Linked DNA regions of Mus musculus: all the other regions are linked to region 2. A link is a contact called in public HiChIP or PLAC-seq data. All regions are on one chromosome and are shown on one strand. Each heading gives the region's core, a stretch centred on a gene start, on an enhancer-like site or on the middle of the called end of the contact. The rest is flanking DNA. Distances are from core to core; before and after follow the strand shown.

Evidence for each region. HiChIP or PLAC-seq counts read pairs in DNA pulled down with a chosen protein or histone mark.
Region 1: an H3K4me3 HiChIP or PLAC-seq map of embryonic forebrain shows a contact between it and region 2, with 3 times the contacts expected there. The contact joins the enhancer-like site here to the promoter of Siah3 in region 2. A contact is called at or near these places in 5 of 39 promoter capture datasets (HPC-7-derived erythroid cells, cranial neural crest, epiblast stem cells and 2 more), 5 of 484 Hi-C or Micro-C datasets (the G1E-ER4 cell line, the N1E-115 cell line, Th1 cells and 2 more), 4 of 115 datasets of contacts at active chromatin or transcription factors (CD8 T cells, astrocytes, embryonic forebrain and 1 more) and 2 of 9 other capture datasets (adipose tissue and liver).
Region 3: an H3K27ac HiChIP or PLAC-seq map of embryonic stem cells shows a contact between it and region 2, with 8 read pairs. The contact joins the enhancer-like site here to the promoter of Siah3 in region 2. A contact is called at or near these places in 4 of 484 Hi-C or Micro-C datasets (cerebral cortex, nephron progenitors and neural progenitor cells), 3 of 115 datasets of contacts at active chromatin or transcription factors (SST interneurons, embryonic stem cells and neural progenitor cells) and 3 of 9 other capture datasets (adipose tissue, liver and pancreatic islet).

What each region holds. Positions count from the first base shown.
Region 1 is chr14:75,563,810-75,567,427 of GRCm38.p6, forward strand. No RefSeq gene overlaps it. Among named protein-coding and RNA genes, the nearest start is that of Gm36060, 13 kb to the left of the region's middle. Within about 2 kb of position 2,127, at least 32 of the 459 cell types and tissues checked have an H3K27ac peak or open chromatin away from gene starts, as enhancers often do. A contact at or near this core is called in the N1E-115 cell line, embryonic forebrain, forebrain and 1 more, where this site is marked.
Region 2 is chr14:75,454,270-75,457,763 of GRCm38.p6, forward strand. Siah3 (siah E3 ubiquitin protein ligase family member 3) reads left to right here and starts at 1,713. Exons shown (of 2, transcript NM_001128093.1): 1 at 1,713-1,921. The coding sequence starts at 1,787. Gm41212 (a long non-coding RNA gene) reads right to left here. Exons shown (of 2, transcript XR_874827.2): 1 at 2,323-3,494.
Region 3 is chr14:75,375,548-75,379,047 of GRCm38.p6, forward strand. No RefSeq gene overlaps it. Among named protein-coding and RNA genes, the nearest start is that of Siah3, 79 kb to the right of the region's middle. Within about 2 kb of position 1,319, at least 25 of the 459 cell types and tissues checked have an H3K27ac peak or open chromatin away from gene starts, as enhancers often do. A contact at or near this core is called in embryonic stem cells and pancreatic islet, where this site is marked.

The DNA of each region.
Region 1 (3,618 bases), core at 877-3,376, 110 kb after region 2:
TTTTACTCTACCTCCTGACTGACCCTGCCCTTCCCCAGGAGGCTGTGCATGGCATGGCATCGCCCTTCCTCTTGACATCTATGAGTAATGGTAGCCATATTCTTCTACCCATTGGCTTTGCCACACCCACATTTTCAAACAGTGGGCTTGCACATGTAGTGAACATCTTATAAAGTACAAATCCAAATGACTACATGTAGGGTTTTTGTGACTGTCTCCATTGTCTTTGATAATAGTCATAAAACTGGCAGATGGGACAATTCTGGCTTTCAATCATGATACCACTGAAAATATTAACAACTTAGAAACCATTTTGTGAAAGGTACTATAAATGTATTCATGTAGATCTTTACTATGTATTTGGTATGGACCGGGTTCATGTGTATTAGACACTAACTCGTAGCTGAGAACACCAAGAGCTTCCAGCACCTAGAGACAGAAACTACCCCCAGCCTGTGATTCCTGAAGTTGAACAGTTATTATAGAGTAACAACTAGTTATGGGGCTGTGAGTGGAGGGGAACTCAGAGGACTCCAGCAACACAGAAGTCAGAAGGAAACAAAGAACATTAGCAAACACAGCTGAAGAGTGCAATGCCTTCCTCTGCAGGAATTCTCCCCTGGCCTCTGGCTTCCTCCACCTGCCCAGTTATCTCCTATATTAGCATTTACCATAGAAGTCAGATGTTTGTTTTTAGATAAGGCACTGGTTCCTTCTAGATAATGGGATGTAGTATGTTCCTGACCCAGCAAGGATGGACTCAAGCAAAAGAGACCGCTGGGCTGGGAGACTCTCACATCAGAGGAGAGATCGCCTGGTGGAATTGTCCAGGGAAGGACAGGCTGAGCAAGGAAAGCCTGCTGGTCCAGCTCTTCCCAACTCAGATTAAAAACAGAAGGGAAAAGGATGCCTCACAGATCCGTGTAGTTAGATGAGCCCTCTCAAACTGTTGTAGTCAATAAAGTACAGTAGTGGCTGGGGTGGGGGGAGAGCTACTTTGCAGGCTGAGCATGTATTTGGGTAGAGCACTATAGAGCTGCTGAGTCTAGTGTGGGCCCCACTAGCTGCAAGTACTGGGAGAGATTGATACATGGATAGTCCAAACTGAGAGTCTTGGAGTGTAAAATATACGGAATCATGAAGAGTTAGTACTGAAATGCAAATATAATTCATTAATGGTTCGAAATTAACAATATTTTGAAATTATGTAAAATAAAAACACTCATCATTTTCATTTTGTGTGTGTGTGTGTGTGTGTGTGTTTTGATTTTGTTTGTTTGGAGACAAGATCATAAAATCATTATCTTGAGGCAACACCTCAATCTGCTGTGAGGACAGAAGGAAAGAGCTGGCCCTAACAGCAATGGTGAATTGCTGTGCTAGTCTTGACCCGACTGCCTCTGAAATGTTATGTGAGAAAGGAAAATATCAATTTTAAACAACTGTCAAGAGTTCTATTACTCTGAGCCACAATAGCCCCAATCAAAACAGGCAACAAGGGTCACAGCACAGCCATGATAGTGGCAGGTAGTGGAGTCTGGCATCAGAATCAACTTCGATACAAGAAGAGGAAAAGGGGAGGAGCTTAGTCCTCTCTCTGCACTAGGGATGCTGGGGCAGATGCTCTGACTTCCAACTTGGCCTCCAGTGGAGAAAAGAATGTGGGGGAGACAGATCTTCTTTGGAATCCATGGGCCTCATTACTTGGAGGGAGGAATTACTTTTGTCTTCTTTTAATGGCACGTTCAAAAGCCTTTGTTGATGCTCATAGCATCGTGTCTAGTTGCCTTGCTGAAGAGCCTCTTCGTATTTCTCCCGGGATGTCCTTAGCCAGCCGCAGCAGTCACTAACTGTGGGGAAAACGCCTTAAGTGTTAGAGTGCATAGGCCACAATGGGTCTCCTGGGTTTGTGCCCAGCCTCTTACCAGTCCCGCTCCTCATAGCAGCAGCACTACCCAAACACACCACAGGTTTTAATCCTCCGCTGGGTGAATAGTGGCACAGCTTCTGCTCCTTGTGTTGATAGATTACTGTGGAAATAGCAGAAGCTTCTACAACTCAGCCTCCTGAAACCTGGGCAGCACAGCTCAAGAGAGGAAACATGCGCTCTCCCTGCCACCCTCCCTCTGGTGCTGGCAGCCAGCCAGTACCATTGTCCAACACTCCCTGTGCTGATGGGGGAGCTGTATCCTCAGGTTCAGCAAAGACGATGCTCACAAGAACGGCTTTGCCTGATAAATTGCCCTGCAGCCAGAAGAGCTGGCGCGCTAATTTAGTGCTCGCCTCTCATCAGCTGAAATGTTTTTATTTTTGGAGGGAATAGGCTGAGCTATAATTATTATTGATCTTGGAGACAACAATCAGAGAAGGCTTGCGTGTGTCCTCAATGAGCAGGGCCAAAAATAGATGAGGTGTCCTGTTGTTCTTGGCCAATCCTAGCTTCTTCTTGCCCTCGATTGATCTCATAGCTGACTTGCCACTTAGAGAACCAAATTAAGTTCTACACAGAGAATTTGGGTGTCTTAATCCTCACCCTCCCACACCCCATCAGCATTTAGAGAGAAGCCACTGGGGTCTTGGCCGTATTCTCTTAGAGAAGGCCTCACCTGACTGGCAACAGATGGATGCTAATGGGATATTTATTTACAGAGTAAAATTAAATTGGAGCTGCATCTTAATGCACAATTTACATAATCAGCTTTGTTCTGAACTGATGAGCTGTTCTCAATAGCACTTGGGACCTTTCTGTCACAGCTGTCTCAAAGCAGCAGCCACTGAGAATGGAGATTAAGTAATTTCCAAAGCTAGAAGTCTTGATGATGCTCTATTATCCCATCCTGGTAGACCTCGTAATTTCTCTAGATACTGGCACGGGATCAAAGATTCATGTTAGTTTCTTGCCACAATATGGGATCAAAGGAAAGATGTTTAATTTGCAATGAGAAAGGGTTAGACACACAGGCAGTCTCTACGCCCACCCTCACTTCTGTAAAACGGATTTATAACGCCTCCAGCTCCCCACAACACTCATATTTACTAACGTGCCAGACTGTGTGCTTCGTGAACCTGGAGGATGAATTTCACTGTCGTACCTTGTGTGCATGATTCTGGTTCAGGGAGAAGCAGATCACAGATGAGCTAAGGCCCTACCCTGGAGAGCTGGAAGGAACAGATACTCCAAGAGACAGCAGAATTATCAAGCCTGGATCCTTAATAAACAAGTCGTGTTAAACTGTTACCTTCACACCCCTATACCAGCACAGAGGGCACTAAATGCTTAACACTGTTCATCTTTCCGAATCCACTGGCCAACTCTGTGAAGGCTAGCATTATTTTCTGAGAAAAGTCCTAATAACAGACACTTGCTGAAAATTCAAGTGCTCTAAGTATGCTTTAGACCCAGGTTTCCTGTACCTCTAAGATAACTATGATTGCTCTCCTGTCTTTTGCAGTCCAGAAAATCGAGTTCCAAAGCAATTAAATAAGTATCCCCGAAACTCCTAACTAATTAAATGAGATAGCCAAAACTTAGACTTGGTCTGTCTGGATCCAAAATACAAAGCACTTGCACGCTGGGCCACATGAACCCTCACATGGCAAACACTGTAGGCCACTCTA
Region 2 (3,494 bases), core at 463-2,962:
GTGAGGAACTGAGTCAAAGGGTCGCCGCATTAGGAAGATTGGGAACCACTGCTCTAGATTTGATTTGATTTTTTTAAAATCAAGTTAAAATCAACCCAGACTCTGCTTGGCTTTCCTAAACCTGGGCACCTTCTTTTCTGCTGTATTTTACTGTGTTCTTATCCTAAGTGCCCAACCGGGTCACAGACTTGGGTGTCTTGTCATCAGAGTTTATATCTCTTGCAGTGTGGGCCCTGTGACACCAACACATGTGACTTTTTGTCATCAAGACAGATGTTGTCATGTACAAAGTTCATACTGTCAACAGTGAGGTAGAGTGTTGTGTGTGTGTGTTTTGTTTTGTTTTGTTTTGTTTTAGTCTCACGATGCTTCAAGCAAGTTTACAATTTTGTGCTGCTTGACTGTGTTTGTAGATATCCTGGAGACGTGTGTGAGGGTCCAGGAAGGAGCCACAGCCTCATACCAATGGCTTCAGCTCAGTCTATCTGACCACTCAGTGTAGAAGCAGCCAAAGAACTAAAACTCACTATTCCCAGTTCTTGGGCTTTCGTGGCAGAGACTAAATAAACCATGGAACTTATTCCCTGCAAGCCCAAAGCCTTTAGGAGCTGTCCTTCAGGACCCTGTGGGTGGCCTCAGAGCCTGCCCCGGCACGGGGTTGGCAGTGCTCTGTGGCAGCTACTGACTAGACTGGTCTCTGCCTATCTGCGCTGCTGCTGTTGCTGCTGCTGCTGCTGCTGGCATTCAGACAAACAAGTGTTGTGCTGTGTGTATTCCTAATCTCTATTTTAATGTCTCCAACAATCTACTGGTTAATTAGCAATTTGCTGCCCACAAATATGCAAATGAGTGACAAGCCTAGGTTCTCTGCATCTGTAATTATTCTGCTGATGTACAATCCACTTTCTTCCCCCTGTAGGTTTTTCTATGTGTGTGTGTTCGTGCATCAGGGATTTCATTATTTTTAGAAGCGTGCTCTGTGCATCTTTATGCTTTAATAAAAGAGAGTTCAGTGATTACTGTATTTTGAAATATATATACTATATGCATGTCCCTCCTCAATTCCAAATTCATCTGTCGGATTCTTTTTTTCTTAAAGAACAGTGAGTTTAGATTTATCAAGAGGCTACAGTCCAAATTGCAGAGAGTCAGAGCATAAGACTGAAAGATACACATTTCTGCGGCTGCCAAATTCTTATCTTGAATCAGTATCTTGTAGTATTTGATTTTCTCCAGGCAGCTCCGTGAGTAGAGCCACAAGCTGACGACCCCATCTGCCTGTTGGAGCACAAAGCTTTCCTGTTTGGAGGTGGAAATGTTTTATATTTTTTTCCTTTTTTGGATGGGGGTTTTGTTCAGGGCACTAAGAAAGGCTCTCATGTTAAATTAAGTCAATTAATAAATGGAGACACATTAAGCAATCAATTTTGTCAGCCTATCTCCCCAGCATTATGTATGGTTGGCTGTAATCACAAGATAAATGCAGTGTGCTGATCTATGGTAATGTTCAATAATACATTCTCCGCCAGGCTCAATTCATCAGGGAGTTTCAGTAGGGGAGGTATTTGTTATTGGCTGTCTCTGAACCTCAAGGATAACATTTCTGTCCTTTTGATTGGCTGCCTCGCTGCTGCAAGATTCTAACCGTCTTATTTTGATGATGAATATGAAGGCGCGCTAAGCCGGGCTGGAACGGAGAGTCTCCGAGGCTGTGCTCCATTCAGAGCCCAAGGACTTACAGCTTCCTCCGCTGCCTTCCTGTGTCAACAACCCCCCAAAAGTTGTGATGCTTTTCTTTACACAGTGCTTTGGGGCTGTGTTGGATCTCATTCACCTCCGGTTTCAGCACTACAAGGCTAAACGGGTTTTCTCTGCTGCTGGGCAACTTGTCTGTGTGGTCAACCCCACGCACAACCTAAAGGTGAGTCGCTTCCTCTCGTGCTTTCTGCCATCTCCGCGGGGGCTCTAGCCTTTTCTCAGGAGACTTCTATCAGGGAGCTCATGCAGGCAGTTTGCTGGTGCTAGGATCCCGGGGTCTCAGGGGATGCTTGCCTCATGCTCGCTCTCTGGATAGCTTGGTGCTGTTACTGTGACTGTGTGGTGTTTTCTGGACTGGCAAGCAACCAGAAGAGCAGGCATATAGTGTCTTCCTCACACGGTCCTCCGAGGGGAGTCAGGGGAGTCGGGGGTGGAGGGGCAGAGGGGGCAGGGGGAGGGGCAAAAGGGAGGGTGAAGGGAAGAGAAGGGTAGAGGTGTCCTTACCTCCCTCCCAAGCATTTGTGGGCCAGTGCCGAGGAGAACAAAAAAAATCTGAAAAGTTACCCAAATTGCTGTCTGTCCCGCCGGTCAGTGCAATGCAAGGATTTGGCTGTGCAGAAGTAGCTTCAGGACTGGGGAGCTCTGATACAGGACCCGGGAGTTGGCAAGGGGCCGTTTCTGCAAGAGTTAGCCCTTGTCCTCAAACTGTGTCAAAGTGTGTGTGTGTGTGTGTGTGTGTGTGTGTGTGTGTGTGTGTGTGTGAGAGAGAGAGAGAGAGAGAGAGAGAGAGAGAGAGAGAGAGAGAGAGACTGTCTGTCTGTGTCTGTCTGTCTGTCTGTCTGAGTTGCTGGGAGGAGTTTAGCTCCTTTCCCTCCTGCCAAGGAGATGTGAGCCTCCTCTGAGAGCAGTCAGAGGAGGGCTTCGCTTCAATTGTGTAATAATGAAACCAGCTAGGAGCTGCAGCGGCTGCCTGGAGCCTGCAGGCGGCTGGCTGCTGAGCTGCCTGCCAGTGGCTGCCTCACCTGCTCGCTCGGTGCTGCTTTCACCGTGTTCATCCCTTCACGTCAATGTTCTAAGCCAAAATGCAGGGCCAGAAGGACCTCTCCATGTCAGGGTGCAGATGAGGAAATTAATGAAGAGACACTGCCTAGGGATGCCGGGGAGGTGGGGAGTGGGGAAAGGGCATGCTGGGACAGCGCAACTGAACTCCCTGGAGGTGGAATGGTCTGAAAATCAACTAAAACGCAGGACTCTAGATTAGATTGCCGCTTGCTTGCCTACCTTCACTGTACTGGGAGACTGAGGGACAGGGGGAGGGGCTGTGTCTGCAACTGAGTGTGGGACTGTCTCCTGGAGACCGAAGCTGTGATTCTGACCACTGTGGTCCAGCAGTGTTGAGCGATGCTTGTGGTGGGTGCGATGTCGATGTTGTACAATAAACTCTCATGATCAGATGCATGGTCCTTAATCCTCTTGCTGCAGACCTGTGTTTATAAGCGTTCCCCACCTCCATTCCTGGAAGTCTTTAAACTGACAGCTGTCTGGAGCCTCTGAGGTCATATTCCAGGGGCAACGTGATGGAGGGGGTGTGGACTCCACTGAGACCCCAACTGGCTTTCTGTGACAAATCTCGCCAAAGCATTCATGTGTGCTCTCACTGCCTTACGCTCGTTCATCTCTTTCCTCTTCTGGTTTTATTTTTTTAATGGCTTGATTTTATAAATGAGAATTCTCTT
Region 3 (3,500 bases), core at 69-2,568, 79 kb before region 2:
TGCAGTTATCTTCGTTGTTTTCCCAATGCATAATCCAAATCTCGGTTACACAAAGCTCTGCTGACTAACGCATCTCTCTCACTCCAGGCCGCCGAGTAAGGGGAGCGATGGGGATCCGGCATGGCTTGGGAGGAAATGCTAACCCCTGGACACCATCCCCTACCTCTGCAATATGAAAACTCTGAGAAAACATCCGTGGACCCCTAAGTACTCCAGGGGAGTCTGAGCCCCTAACAGTGGGAGAATCACTACCCACTGCATCTTTCAACAAGCCTAGTGTCTTAGAATCGTAAGCTTCATTACCTTAAAGGAGACTTGGGGGAAGGGGTGGGTAAATCTTAGTGGCTTAGAACATCCCAACACAGGACACACAGTATTGTGGCAGGTGCTTTTCCTCCCTGGGGAGTGAGGGATCGCCACTGGAGATGTATGTGTTCTCCGAAGGTGCCTTTTAGGCTCAATAACCCTATCTTGGAAAAAGGGGAGAACCTATCCCTTAGACCTGGCAACAGCCTGCACTGGGCCCACAAATTGGACTCTTGACTGAGCACAGGTTTCAGAGTTTGGGAGTGCTGGGTGAAAGCTGGGTTTCTCTCAGAGTGGGGATTTTAATCTTGTTCCAAAAGCAATCGAAATGCTCACTTTCAAGACAAACAGGTAGAAAAGGTACTGTGAGCAGGAAGCCTGGGGTCTTGGGGGGGGGGGGGAGGTCCAGTCTTTAGGGTGTGGCCTTCAGCATGTCAGGATGCCTCCCTCTACCTGCTCAGCTCTTCTCCAGTCTCACAGCCTGCTGCTACCATCAGCCAAGGTCATTGTGGCTGCTCCACCCACTCCCTGTCTAGAGCCAGAGATACCCTCCCAGGTGCTTCTCAAGTTCACTGTTTAAGCAGAGCCAAGAGGCTCAGAGTCTCGTGAGAACTCATTTCCTGACTGCTGGGCTTCATCCAGGGGTTCTCCCTCTGCCCATTCCCCTGGGGGCATTTAGGATGGTTAAGGCTGGGACAACTCACAGAGGACTCTGCTCCTGATCTTGAAAACCCCGTGTCCTTGGATCTCCAGGCAGGGAAGTTTAGTATTGTGTAGCCTGAAGGGTCCTTGGGGGAGGGGAAGCAGGAAGAGGCAGCCATTCGATTTGGGCAAAAAATGTGAAGGATAGTCTTGGAATGAATGAATGACTGAGTGAATGAATGAATGAATGAATGACCTGGATGAAGTGAGGCCCATTATGAAAGGGGAACAGGGAGGCTGCCAACAGGAGTCAGTCCTGAGAGGCAGAAACACCAGCATCTGGGTCGCTGTGTCACACAGCCCCTGGAGCCAGGTAAGGCTGTATCCGTGAATGCTTCTCCCAGACTGTGCAGTGCTGACTCAAAGAGCAACTCTGAGAAGTACTAGTTTGGCTTATAGCACTCCAGAAATAGACCTGGAAAATGAATGGTTAATTCAAATATAAGACTCCTCTGTGTGTGTGTGTGTGTGTGTGTGTGTGTGTGAATGAAAAATGCAGAATAAAATTAAAGGAAGAAGAGCACCCAGGCTTTTTGCGCAGGTCTGCATTATTAATGTCCGAGGCCCTGCCTTGGAGCCAGCGATCTAATAGAGGCTTTAAGAAGGCATTTTGCATAAGCAGGTCAAAGGCAAGGGGCAGGGAAAATGCCAGTTTGAGACCTGGGTTTCTCCCTGGCGCCTGTGGTTCTCCTCTTCTTTAACTGGAAGGAGCCCCTGTGTTCCCACCCAGTCCCTCTTTACCTCCACATCAATACTCTCCGTCAATTTCCTTCCAATACCCTCAAAAACAAGATGCTATCGGCTTTAGTCAATTTCACGTAGGTTGGTAAGGAAATGAGACCCTGGATTTACTGGAAATGATGCAGGCAGTGTCACTTAGGCTTCCGTGGACTCAGAATCCCCAGATGACTTGAGAACACACTGATAGCCCAACCCCCAGAGTCTAAGGGATAAAGCACAGGTGTTTGCCTCCTACACGCACTCCAACAAACACACACACACTCACGCACGCTTTTGAAGCCAGTTCTCAAGTAGCCAGCCTTGAACTTGCTCCTGCCTATACTTCCGGTCGGTGTGGGCATTACAGGTGTACACTACCAGGTGTGGCTCAGCAGTTTTGTGTCTAATAAACCCCCAGGTCATGCTGGTGATCTGTTTCGGGGTCACAGGTGAGAGCTATTAGACCAAAGGTCACTTTGGGTCCAGATTGTCTGTGTGGGTCTGCCCTCCTCTTACGTCATGCCCTCGGTGACCTGGAACAAGTCACTTGTATTAGCTGGCTGGTGTTGCCATGGTGAGGAGCTTGCGGCAATTACCTCTTGAGAAGAAAAGGTTTCTGTTCAGAGCTTTGGAAGCTCAAAGGCACGGTGTCTACAGTGGGTTTGAGAGGCCAAGTCTTTTAAGTTCAGACTCCATTTTAGAGAAGCTGATCTAAGTTTGAACTCAGGTAAACTAACAGGCTGGTACCTAGCATTAGTTTCCAAGTTGCCCCCCAGCAAAACCCGAGCCTAGCTCCAGTCTCCAGGCTAATCACCAACAAGACCAGCATCTCTAGGTTAGACCCTCAACAAGACTAGCGTCTCCAGGTTATTCCCCCAACAAACCTGCACCCCCAGGTGACAAGTCCACCCCCTGCCTAATGACCACCAATGCAGAAATTAAGTTTATGACGTGACTCCCAGTACCAGCTAGTTATGTTAAAGGCCACAGCAGCTTTCCAATGAGATGCTTGCACACATACTCCCTGCTTGCTGCCTACGATAAAGCCTTGCCTGGATAGACATTTGGGGCTCCCCCACCACCAAAACCATCCTGCTCAAATATAATAAAGGCCCTGCTGTGAGTTGCATCCGATCAGCTCCTGTCTGGTTTTTGGGAGACTACTAAAATTTCCCTGGCACTACAGTTTCAGGTCTGGTGAGGGCTACAGAGAGAAAAGTAGAGAAGAGGAAGAGAAGGAAGAGAGGAGGAAAGCAACATGAGAAAGAGAAGAATAGCAAAGAAAGAAACAAGAGAAGAGAGAAGAGGAAGGAAAGAATGGGGCGAAGGGAACATGAGTGGATACTGTATTCCCTCTGAAGCCACGCCCTATGAAGACTTCTGACAGGACCCCACTACGGTGAAGTTCAACTTTCTCCCCATAGCACCACTCGGGGAAACAGGGCTTCAACACGTAACTTTGGGGGGCACTCAGTATTCAAACTTCGTTACCCAAACTCCATACTTGTCAACATCTAGAAAATGAGGTTTTGCTGAGATTAAATCAATTAATAAAATGCGTATAGTTCAATCCTCAGAACCCAGTGAGCATGCGCTTGCCTTTGCCACTTCACCTTTGAAGAGGAGGGAGGACCTCGGTGGCAATGCACAGGGATAGGAGGCAGAGCAGAGCGGGCAGGGCAGGCAGGGGCTCTTCCTGTCTGTCTCTGCTGGCTGTAGGCAGTGGTGTAATCCTCTAGTCCAGTCATAATCGACTCACTCTCTACTATGCT